2 separate regions of the Mus musculus genome follow, and region 2 is linked to region 1. Evidence: chromatin contacts called from public Hi-C data. All regions are on one chromosome and are shown on one strand. Each heading gives the region's core, a stretch centred on a gene start, on an enhancer-like site or on the middle of the called end of the contact. The rest is flanking DNA. Distances are from core to core; before and after follow the strand shown.

The links. Hi-C and Micro-C count contacts between places; a contact is called where the count stands out from the background.
Region 2: a Hi-C map of the N1E-115 cell line shows a contact between it and region 1, with 7 times the contacts expected there. The contact joins two enhancer-like sites. A contact is called at or near these places in 2 of 484 Hi-C or Micro-C datasets (the N1E-115 cell line and nephron progenitors), 6 of 115 datasets of contacts at active chromatin or transcription factors (all in embryonic stem cells) and 1 of 9 other capture datasets (embryonic stem cells).

The regions. Positions count from the first base shown.
Region 1 is chr9:111,578,349-111,584,917 of GRCm38.p6, reverse strand. The region is part of intron 8 of Stac (src homology three (SH3) and cysteine rich domain); the gene reads left to right. Among named protein-coding and RNA genes, the nearest start is that of Gm36088, 7.7 kb to the right of the region's middle. Within about 2 kb of position 5,232, at least 8 of the 459 cell types and tissues checked have an H3K27ac peak or open chromatin away from gene starts, as enhancers often do. A contact at or near this core is called in the N1E-115 cell line, where this site is marked.
Region 2 is chr9:111,735,293-111,741,353 of GRCm38.p6, reverse strand. No RefSeq gene overlaps it. Among named protein-coding and RNA genes, the nearest start is that of Stac, 48 kb to the right of the region's middle. Within about 2 kb of position 1,658, at least 20 of the 459 cell types and tissues checked have an H3K27ac peak or open chromatin away from gene starts, as enhancers often do. A contact at or near this core is called in the N1E-115 cell line, where this site is marked.

The DNA.
Region 1 (6,569 bases), core at 3,983-6,482:
AAAATAGGGACAATCAAGTCTGGGCTTCTAGGAGGTGGTTACGAGAGAGGACAATCAATATTCAGTACATGATAAACATGTTACTATTTCAGTTCCAATGTACTTTGGGTTTTTTCTTGTTCTGCTTTGTTGTTGTGAGACAATGTGTCACTTGTAGCCCAGGCTGGCCATGTGTCACTTGTAGCCCAGGCTGGCCATGTGTCACTCCATAGCCCAGGTTGGCCTCAAACTTGGGATCTTCCTGCCTTGGCCAGTGGGTGCTGGGGTTATAGCCATGTGCCACTGTGTCCAACTCCAATGAGCTTTGAAAGTAGGTTCTTTCCTTTCAGAATAGAGGGATAGAAGGAGAGAAGGAGGGAGAGAGAGAGGAAGGCAGACATATCAGGAGAGTGTGAACTCACTGAATGTTTTAGAATGCAAAGCTTGGTACCACTTGGCCATGGCTCAAGTCTTAGGTAAGTCACTCATGCAGTGACATGACCCCACATGTCTAGAGAGCTACACAAGCTGTCTGAGTCTCTAACCATGAGCATGAAGAAAGTTCCTCCTAGTCCCCAGGCTGGCTTCAAAGACACAGAGTCCTCCCTTGTCTTGTGATCTCAAACTTTATTTGTGGAGACTCAAGACTTGTGCCACCCCATTCTGGCTGGTTTCTGTTTAATTTACAGTCCTTTCCCCTTCAGCAAAAGGACCACAGCACCACAGACAGGTGTCCTTTGCTTCCTGTAGTCTGTGTCATTCTGCACCCCCTGCCTGCCCCATCACACACATGCATTTGCACATTCATACACACAGACCTCTACCTCTTGAATTTCTTCATCCTCTCAGTCATATCTCAGTGTTCCTTGGTTGTGATGTTTACTCCTCTAGTGACTCTATTTGGACTTTTTATTTCAGAGAACATACCTCAACTTGTATTCATACAATTCTAGAATCACTGAGTTATCTCTGCCTCCCCCTGTAAACTCTCTTGGGAAACTCTACCTTCAGCACTCACAATGTAACTACCCCCAGCATCTCTACTGCTATGAGGATGAGAAAGGCTTGAAGTCATCACTTCTTATTCTTATCCAGGCACCGTTTGTTTTTAATCAGTAGAAATAACCTATATGGTTTTGCCAGGTTGATCTTTCATCAAAAGATATAAACTTTGGGAACTCGGACACAAAGGATGGAGAGGAAGAGTGAAGGGTTCAAATACATATTCAGTGGCTGTGTCATGTCCATTTCAAAGACTCTGTGTCAACTTCTCACATCTAAGCCATTTTTCATTTTTATTAATTCTCTTCAAACAGATTTATGTGATAATGGCCATTTTGGGGGGTGGGGGATAGGGAGAAGAGATGGCAGGTTTTGGATGAAGAAAGCCTTAGGAACCAAGATAGAGAAAGGAGGAATTGCTTTTTCAATATTATTAAATTCTAGGAAAGGTATAAATTAATGACTGTGTATGACAGAATGCCTAAACAGAGAGAGGGAGTTTCAGAGAAAAACACATCTCTTCAACACCAGATAAGGATTTAGAATTGTGAATCACCAGGCTCTTGGAAGCTTCAAGTCTCTGACATTCTGTGGGTGAGTCTGAATGAAAGCAAGCAATCATATGTCTAGTTAGCTAATGTCTGAATGAGAGCAAGCAAGCATGTGTCTGGTTAACTAGTGTCTAAATGAGAGCAAGCAAGCATGTGTCTGGTTAACTAGTGTCTAAATGAGAGCAAATAACTAATATTTGCAAGGACCCCAGGAGATGGGTAGCCTAAATTCATCTCTCTTGAATTTGACATTGACTTTAACCTACATATGGCTTTTTCTAGGATGTTTTCTCAGGGAGTTGTCTCTTGTTTGAGCTTAAGGGGTCACGGTGCTGGGAGGGAAGAGCAGACATAATTTACAGTCTAGTGTGAGGTGCTGGATGGGGAGAGCTGGTGCTAGAACACACCCCAGAGGGACACTGAAACAGTCTTGGGACTTCAAGGAAGGTTCTACAGGAGTCAGCATCAGCATCCGACTTGCAGAAGTCTGCCTGTGAGATTGGGGGCTAAAGGTTAAAGAGGTAAAATCTTAATCTCTAGATTTAGAGAAATTGAGCAAGAAGCATGAAGTTGGGGGGCAAATGCCAATCCCAGAGAAAATCTTGAAAATTCAGGGCAGAGGCACATAAAGCCAGTTATTGGTTCTTGCTTGTGATTCTTTGTCTTCTGGGAAACTGGGTAGGAAAACCAGCATTAAGAATATGGGTAGAAAGTAGAGGCTGGGACCAGAGAGGCTGACCATTCCAGCCTGGCTCCCACCTGTACTTTGCACCCTATGTTGATGTTGGTCAGTGTCCTCTCTGAAGACCCTTTGAATTTAAGGAGTTAAGCTTTCATTTTTTTTTAAAGTGTGTGTGTGGATACATGTATGTGAACATCATGTGTGTGCACGAGTGTGAGTGTGTGTGTGTGTACATATGCACATATGCTCATGTGCATGTGGAGGGCAGAGAATAGCTTTGGGTATCATTTCTCAGGAATTGCCTGCCTTTGTGTTTATTTTTATTTCTTGAAATAAGCTCTTGCCTGAAACTCACCAAAAAGACTGGGCTGGCAAGCCCTAAGTATCTACATGTCTCTGCTATGCCAGCCCTGGGATTATGGGCATGCACCGCCATACTCAGCTGAACAGCTTTGTTTTCCTTGCTTTTGTTTGTTTTTATTTTTGTTTAATGTGATCTCTGGGAACGAGCTAAGTTCCTCACCAACCAAGCTCTCTCCCCAGTCTTAGTTTTATTTTTCATTGACACATCATTGCATGCATTTGTAAGCTACTACACGCTAGCTTAATAAATATTTATAGTGTATGTTGATTGAATTGGGCTAATTGTCACACCTGGCACCTTAAAGATTTATCATTTCTGTGTTGGGAACATTGGGAATGATCTTTAATGACTATTTTTAGACATAAAAGTATCATCATGTAACTGTCACTGACCATAGTCACCCTACCATGCTGCAGAACTCTCCTTCCTGTCCCTGCACACCTGTACCCATCATCTATCCATCCTCCACTCGTTTTTGGAAAATGAGCTTAGACAATGTAGTTATGTATCCCAACTTCATCATGCACAGTACACTCTGAGAAGTCTCTCGGGACTAGGTTTGACCCTGGAGCCCAGGAAGCCCGTGGTCTGCCGACTAAGCTCATGAAGCCTTGCTCCTGGTACAGAAATTTTACAGGTCAAGCTGTGACTCTCATCTATCTAAATGATTCTCTGACCCATTAACAAATGGGAGAACTGGTAAGACGTCACACATGCTTCTGAGGGAACCCAGTCCATCACGTGTAGAGACAATGAGGACTGCTGATGGGAACTGGCAAATCAAGGAACAGAATTCATGAGGTATTCTTGACTAGATTCTGCTAGGCACAACCCTCTTTAATTTCTATGGACAGTGATAATTGCATTGTTATAAATTTTCTGCAGCTTTTTTATTTATTTATTTATTTTATTAGGTATTTTCCTCATTTACATTTTCAATGCTATCCCAAAGGTCCCCCATACCCACCCCCCCAATCCCCTACCCACCCACTCCCCCTTTTTGGCCCTGGCGTTCCCCTGTACTGGGGCATATAAAGTTTGCAAGTCCAATGGGCCTCTCTTTCCAGTGATGGCCGACTAGGCCATCTTTTGATACATATGCAGCTAAAGACAAGAGCTCTCGGGTACTGGTTAGTTCATATTGTTGTTCCACCTATAGGGTTGCAGTTCCCTATAGCTCCTTGGGTAATTTCTCTAGCTCCTCCATTAGGGGCCGTGTGACCCATCCAATAGCTGACTGTGATCATCCACTTCTGTGTTTGCTAGGCCCCGGCATAGTCTCACAAGAGAGAGCTATAACTGGGTCCTTTCAGCGAAATCTTGCTAGTGTATGCTTTTATGAAAAAAAAAAAGAAAGCCATTGAAAGGAAGACATAGGATACATGGGACAATTTCAATATTTTTGAATCTGTTGAGGCCTTATGTACTCACTGATAAGTGGACACTAGCCCAAAACCTAGGATACCCACGATATAAGATACAATTTCCTAAACACATGAAACTCAAGAAAAATGAAGACTGAAGTGTGGACACTATGCCCCTCCTTAGAAGTGGGAACAAAACACCCATGGAAGGAGTTACAGAAACAAAGTTTGGAGCTGAGATGAAAGGATGGACCATGTAGAGACTGCCATATCCAGGGATCCACCCCATAATCAGCATCCAAACGCTGACACCATTGCATATACTAGCAAGATTTTATCGAAAGGACCCAGATGTAGCTGTCTCTTGTGAGACTATGCCGGGGCCTAGCAAACACAGAAGTGGATGCTCACAGTCAGCTAATGGATGGATCACAGGGCTCCCAATGGAGGAGCTAGAGAAAGTACCCAAGGAGCTAAAGGGATCTTCAACCCTATAGGTGGAACAACATTATGAACTAACCAGTACCCCTGAGCTCTTGACTCTAGCTGCATATGTATCAAAAGATGGCCTAGTCGGCCATCACTGCAAAGAGAGGCCCATTGGACACGCAGACTTTGTGTGCCCCGGTACAGGGGAACGCCAGGGCCAAAGGGGGGGAGTGGGTGGGTAGGGGAGTGGGGGTGGGTGGGTAAGGGGGACTTTTGGTATAGCATTGGAAATGTAAATGAGCTAAATACCTAATAAAAAATGGAAAAAAAAATGTGAAAAAAAAAAAAAAAAAGAAAGGAAGACATAACCTGATTATTCTGTCCATTCCCAAATTTTCCACGATCCCCCCTCCCATCCCTAGTGTTCTCCAGAAAAGCTGTGAGGTTGCCCAAGACAACATCATTTTAGAGGAGAAAACTGGTTGGAACAGTAAAGCCATTGACTATAAACCATAAAATTCTTGTGGAGAATGTTATTAAAGTTGAGATTCCTGGGTACACCATAGACCTATACCCTGAATCAAATTCTGCCTGGAATTCTATGTGGTTAGATATTCACCTGGATTCTGATTGTCTTCTAGATTTGAAAGCAGTTGTGACTGTCAGTAGGCAATGACAGACTCAAAACCAAAATACAGGGCTACAGAGACAGTCCAGGCTGTAACACACTTGCTTCATAAGCATGGTGACATGAGGTCAGTGCCCAAAATCTGTGTAAAATCAAAAACAGGGCATGTAGCATGCAGTTGTAATGCCGGCACTGAGGAAGTAGAGATAGTGACTCAGTGATCTCCACGTCACTCCAGTGAGAGACCGGGGCCTAGCAAACACAGAAGTGGATGATCACAGTCAGCTATTGGATGGGTCACACGGCCCCTAATGGAGGAGCTAGAGAAATTACCCAAGGTCAAAAACCAAAGGTAGACAGTTTCTGAGGAACAACATTCCATGTGATCCTCTGACTTAGAGACACACACAGACAGAGAGAGAGAGACAGAGAGAGAGACAGAGACAGACAGAGACAGAGACAGAGAGACAGACAGAGACAGAGAGAGACAGAAAGAGAGAGACAGACAGAGACAGAGACAGACAGATAGAGACAGAGAGAGAGAGACACAGAGAGAGAGAGACAGAGAGAGAAAGAGAGAGAGAACTCCAGTTTCCCGATTCTGTTTTAACCTGTGGAGAGAGCTGCGTTCACCTTTGACCCACCCTGAAGTTCACCTTGCCCATTGTATACAACCCTCTGTAAAAGAAGAAAGGAGGAATGCTCGAGACAAATGAGACAGGAGAAGACTCCCCTGGTGTCTCATTTCCATTCTCTAAGTACATTACTGCTTGGCAAATGCATCAACTTAATTAAAACTAAATGTAATTCTAATGCACCAATTTGATTTAAAAATAATCTTCACAGTCGCCAGGACATCAAAATCCAATTAAGGCTATTTGAGGAAAGTCTCTGGTGCATATTATTTTGTGATGCTGCACGATGTCAAGAAGCCCAGACCTTCCCGAATGTCACTAATGTGTTTAGCTGCCTCCCTCGCACTCAAACGCCTCTCTCAATTAGGTTCTAGAGAGCGTGATCCACGACAGTTCAGGAACATCTCCCCAGTTCCTTCCAAATGGCTCTTTAGCTGAATGTTCCGGCTGGAATATGGACCTGGGAGAAAATGCAAACAGCCTCAAGGCTCTCGGGTTTAAGATGGAAATCAAACTGCAGAGTCAAGGAGTTCCTGATGTGCCAGGGCTGTAAACAATTCTGGACCAGATTAACGCAAACTGAGAAATTAGTCTGATTAAAAAAAAGAAAAAGCTCAACAGTAAATCTCAGATGAGCAGAGTAATTTGGCTACTTCCCTTTGCTTCTCCCATTGGCTGGCTCTTTCAAGGACATCTGTGGTGTTGATAGACTCAATGTAGACTTCTCTTCAGCTAATGAATAGGCTAGGGTATGGAATATTAAAACTGTCCAAAATGCCTGCAGAGTGATATGGGCAACTCTCCTGCATTTTGATAAGCCATGAATAGTGTTAAAGGCACTCGATATCCTGCAGCTAGCCATGGAGCCAAAGCCCGATGTAAGTAGTCTAGTCTCTCTGTCCCTGCTGACATGTGCACAGACATGGCTGGTGGTG
Region 2 (6,061 bases), core at 409-2,908, 160 kb before region 1:
ACCTTTCAATCAAATCAATGATAAGCATTATTTCCTCAAAGAAGTAAGTGGGGGAGAGCAAACGCTGTCTGCTGACACCTGCAAGTTCATCACTACAAGTCACAGGCATGTCCCCATCAACCAGTTCTGCTCTCCCTTTTGCACTGTGGCATCCCTCCAAGCTTGCCACGAGTCTTCTCAGTTTTTGGACAGTTTGGGGGCTTTTGTTTAATTGTCAGGTGAGCTTTGCTTTAGAATAATTTAAGATCTATAGAAAAGTTGTCAAGTGTAGTCTTCATATGACCATGTCATCTGACACCCGCATGGCACGCGTATCTTGCGAAGAAGCCAGTATCAGAGGATCATTACTACTACCAGTCACATTTCAAGTTGCCCCGTGGTTGTTAGGGTCAGATTCTGGGCCCTGGCAGCTAACAAGCCAAGCTCAGCCGCCATCTTTAATAGACCAATTAAAGAGATAGAGTAACACAGAAATGCAAGAAAAGGAGATTTATTTAGTTAATGTGGCCACGTCAGAAAGAGAAACAAAGAGTTTCTGTGACCTGGCTGCCTCCAAGTCCATCTTCATGGTCCTGACATGTGCAGTCAGTCATCCAAGCTGCCACCTGTCACTGTGAGCATGAACATTTGTTAAGGGACAAATCTAAAATGAAATTCCAGCCTTCACTTGCAATTTCACTGTGATGCAAGAGGCAGCACCTGAATGAGAGACTCAACATGAACCAAGGCACCAGGCACCGGAAAGGACACTCAGCAGGAGTCACCATGGTGGCATGCTGTGCCCGTGTCTCTGAAGCTCATCACCACACCACCCTGCCCAGGCAGCCACACTGACTCTCAGCGCTCTTCTTCCAGAAGGTGCCTAAGGACTAAACCTGGCAATGGCCCTTCCTTGTAAACAGTTCTCATCTGGTCCTGTCAGTCCTGTTGAGTCAACAGTTCCTTGTCTGCAAGATAGAATGAAGAGCAACTCAGAAAAGAAAGGATTTATTTGGGGTTATAGCCCCAGAGGGGATGAATCTATGATGGTGGGAATGGCCAGCATCAGGAACCATGAAGCTGGCCCAGAAGTCAGGAAGCAGAGATGAACAGGATGTACAGTCAAGCTGTACAACCTCCCATCCCTGCCATAAATGGTGGATATCCTCCAGCAGGGTCCCACCTCCTAAGGGCTATATGGCCTGTCCAAAGATAATACCAGCTGGCTCCGGGTGTTTACCATATGTTCCTATGGGGCCATTTCATTTTCAAACCACAGTACATCTGCTAGGATGCGGGAAGCTAGGAGCTGCTGGGAAGCATCTGGTTTCTTTAATAGCTACCCACTATGTACCGTGTGCATGCAGACATCTTAGATTGAAAGCTGCTGGCTTGCTTCTCAACTGACCCCCATAACTACATAGCAGCTGTCCATAGCTATTGCTGTGCACTATCTGTCCCTTGTGCCAACCCTCTCTCCAGCTCCAGGCTCCTGCATAGGATAGGACACTCAGAGAATGTCTGACAGCATCCTGACACCACCACAGCAAGCGTCTAAAAGCTCCCATGCTAACAATCTTCAAGAATTGGAAGAAGCAAGAGAGGAAACACGGTCTTTTGAAAGCATGTTGCACTCCACTGCCGAGTGAGAAACACATTTAGTGAGAGCAAACTGCCATCACTCACAAAAAGCTACCAGGGTTCAGAGTCTAATTAGAGAAAAAGAAATCAATAGTGACTCACTTCCTTGTTAGAGGAATCGATTTTCCTGATAAGCTCGCAATATTCCTGGACTTTGTCTTCATCATTTTCTGGCAAAATGGCTCAGCTCCAGCTCTCCCCAAATCACACGGTTACATTGAGATGAGTGGTTTCCAGATGCTGGGAGTCACAAATCAATCTCCTTAAAGAAGCTGCAGCCTCCAGGCAGGCGAATAGGAACAGAAGCCAGCCTGCACTGACAGATAGCCAGAAGGTATTTTGAAAGTCAGAAATCCAGGTGTGGTTCGGGGGTCTTCTGCTTTTCATTCGAACTTTAATACTGACATGGACAGTGAACTTTGCCATTCTTTTTTCAGATAAATGAACCTACCCCCGTTGTACTTAGAAGACCTAACTATGTCTGTGTGGCTGGAGGGATGGCTCAGCTATTCAGAACACTTGCTGCTCTGGCAGAGGGCCAGGGTTGGGTTCTCAACCCCCATATGATGGCTCACAACTGTAACTCCAGTTCTAGGAGATCTGTCTTTCTCTAGCACTGCACACATGTGGTACATACACATATATGCTTGCAAATGTGCATACAGATAAAATGCATAATAAACCTTAAAAGGACTTCACATTGTATCTTACACTTTCACTGCTGAGTATCTGTTTCATGCATTTATCCACAGCCATGCACTTATCCACAGCTTCAGAGCAGCTATTCTAACTGTATAGAAGCTTGCTGAGATGTATAGATTTCCAGTCTGGTTAATTTTGATGCATAGATTTGTTGCCACTGTTGTTGTTTTTGCAAGTACTTTTATAATAAAAATTTCTAAAGATTTGTTTGATCTCTCTTAACTTTCCCTCCTCTCTCTCTCTCTCTCTCTCTCTCTCTCTCTCTCTCTCTCTCTCTCATCTCTTTCTCTATTCCTCTATATTTTGTGCCTGCATGGCCTGGAGAAAAATAATTTCACAGTTCTGAATTATTTATTCATATTTAAAAGGAGATTGGAGTGTGTTTGACATACATGCAGGCTCAGAACAATTCTATGAAATTCAGCAATTGTGTGCAGTAGATATGGGTCCAAATACAGCAATCCATTTAACCCTCACACGAGCCAGCAATGAAGATGCCAACGTTATTCTTATTTACAGACAAGTCCATGAGGACTTAGAAGGTCTTAAGTACTTTTATTTTTACCCAATCTTACTTCACACCCAGGGCTACATGAGACACAAGATCTTAATGACTACATTCTTGAACTTGTCACCTGACCTATCTTGTTCTAGTTTCTAGGACCAATCATGTCCATGCAGGTGCAGTTAAACTTGGTCAGTAATGAACAGTTGCTGAGTCAGTGAATGAGATGTTGGCAACTAAAACACCAGTCTCCCCTATTCTTCCTGCTGACATGCCTCTGCCTAACAAGAAGACCAGGACGGTAGATGTGTTCAATAAATTACAGGGTTTGGAGGTTTCTTTCCCTTAGGAAGGAATTAAGTCTGTCATGGTCACATAATAATAGTCATGATTAATATCAACAGAGAGATGGATTAGCATCATTAATGTCAGGCTGATGTGACAGCTGATATTCTCTGTCAATTTGGCTGGACTGAGAGATGCCCTGATGGCTGGGTAAAGTGTCACTTCTGCCTGTATCCTCCAGGATGTTTCAGAAGGGATCTGCATCAGTGGTTGCTAACAGGTGAAGAGATGGCCCTCACCAGTATGGAGGAGAGGTGTCTGGTCTGCTGAAACCTGGGTGGCGTAGGGAGGTGAATGAATGTTCATGTGCTCTTCTGATGCTGAAATGTCCATCTTATTCTTGCTTTAGCATCAAAGGCTCTGCTTCTCAGACGTTTGGGCTCTAGGACTTCTAACTGTTCCCAGTGCCACGAATTCTGCTTATCTGTGGATTTCTGACAGGACAGGCATGTGACACGGATGCTGCGGCCTACTGACCCATCCATCACCTGTGGCAGATCATAACACCCATCCTTTGATACAAAGACTTGATCATTCATGCTCTGGGAAGCCAGAATCTGCTTAGAATAGACACGAGAGACTATGGGTGTTGGCTTGTTTGTTTGTTTGTTTGTTTCTGGAAAGTTTAGTGGCATGGGTCATAGCAAAGTGGGGTTACCAGAAAGTCACAGGCAAGAAATATCTGGTAAACAATGTATGTGTGACCTAAGCCACCAACACTGACCTTCCCAGTACAATCTCTCTCATAACCAGCAAACAAGCATACAACAACCACAAATCTAAGCAGCAAAACAAGGGACCACTACTCTGGTCTTCTTTCTGTTTGTGTGAGTAAAAGCAGCTTAGAAGAGGAACAGCTTTACTCAGCTTACGCTTTCAGATCATAGTTCAGCTCTGAGGGAGTCAAGCAGGAACCCAATCAGGAAGCAGAAGCCATGAACAGAGTGAAAGAATTCAATGCTCAAAGTGCACCATCTGTCTGTCTGTCTGTCTATCCCTTCAAAGCTCAGATCTCTCCATTTTCTAATTTTCATGCAGCCCATGTAATTAGCAAAGTTTTTTAATATTTTTAAAATGGCTCTGGGAGAAGGGAAAAATATTTCCATGAAAATTACATGCAATTTCTATCGCTTAGTTTCTTGCAGGACAGCCACGTCTATTGATTGATACACTGTCTCTGGCCACACCTATTATTGATATGATGTCTCTGGTTGCTTTCTTTGATACAAAAGCATCACAGAATGCTTGAGTTGGAGTCTGGGAGTCTCCAGACTAAGACATCCCCTGTCTGACTCTTTAAAAGAATGTGTGGTGACCCTTTCCTCCATACGCTCATACTTGAATAAGACAATGTGTTTTAACTGATAAAAAACATAAATATTCAACAGAGCAGTCCCCCGGAGCAAACTTGCTTAGCCTTTCTGTTTCACTTTTATCAGTAGAAGGCAAATGGTTTAGTAAAACTCTGGGGGTTTTAGGCGGGAGATGCACCTAGGCTACCTTTATGAAATGAGCATCATTGGATAAAGTCACATGAGCCTCCTCGGTCTCTGTGTCCTTACCCAGTAACGCAGACCTGTGTGGATTTAGCTCTGCACCTTCCACGATGCTAGGAGGTGATAAGCGGCAATCCCCTGAACCCCAGCAAGCACCATGCATTGGAGGAGGCACTGCAAACAGGCTCAAGGTCAGCTTGCAGCCTCAGTTGCCCAGCAATGGAGAATAGGAACCAGACAAGTACACCATACACCAGCTTATAGCCCCAGTGCTTGGGGTGTTGAAGCAGGAAAGTTAGAAGGTTAAGGCTATCCTAGGGTAGAGAGTAAGTCTGAGCTGAGCATGGGAATGCATAAATATCTCAAAAATGAAAGGAAATGCAATGAAACAAGATAAAGTAAAATAAAATAATAAAGCAGGCAGCCCCAGCCTGAATCCTGCAGCTGACGTACTGGCTACCTGGGTCCGTTTGAAGGAAAGCCATGACAGGAGTCACAGCTCTGGCCAATAGAATGGCCTGTGGCAAGATGTGTGGCCAGGGTCCTCCTCTGTCTCTCATCTAGAGCTCACAAACCCAGTAACTAACTAAACAGCTGCATAAAGCTGCCTGACACATTGCTTCAGCACAGGACAGCACCCCACTGTGTCTTGTACTCTGCCTTCTCCTTCCCCATCCCCCAACTCACCAGTGACATCATGTAACTTGAAGAAGTTCAAGTAAGACTTTACAGAACAAGAGAGACTTTCTAAGACGTAAATATATTTTATCTTCTTCATAGATGTCGCTTATATTTGTTAAGCAGTATTTACTGTAGCACTTGAAATACCTACTAATTATTGTCTATAAACTATACAACCACCATCTACTAAAAACTGACAATGAATATATACTGATTGTATCAGAGTTAAGGGTATTTTTATTTGAGACTTCAATCAACTAATCAGCTATATTACACAGTAAGTCTTTCTCTTTGAAAGCAGCAAATTTGGGCCTTGGGACTACAAATTAATAATAATCACATTGGACATTAATTGGGTTTAAAAAATAACATTCAAAAATATCAGTGTTTATTTAGGTAATAATCCAATATTTCATTTTTTAGTAGCAAGCTACATTTTTCAGAGCCTTCTTTGTAAGCTATATGTTTGTGTTTCAGTGTCGTTATTAAAATTCCAGTTTTTCTTGTTTCCAGGATGGTTTACAGGCCTCATGAGTACTGAGCTACAATACGCACAATAAAATTAACTGCTATTTGTGTTGTGTTTTTAAAATGATGTATTCCTTGTATTTCAAGCATGTTTGTTTTTCACTTCTCTCTCTCTCTCTTCTCTCTCTCTCTCTCTCTCTCCCTCACTCCCTCTCTCTCTCTCTCTCTCTCTCTCTCTCTCTCT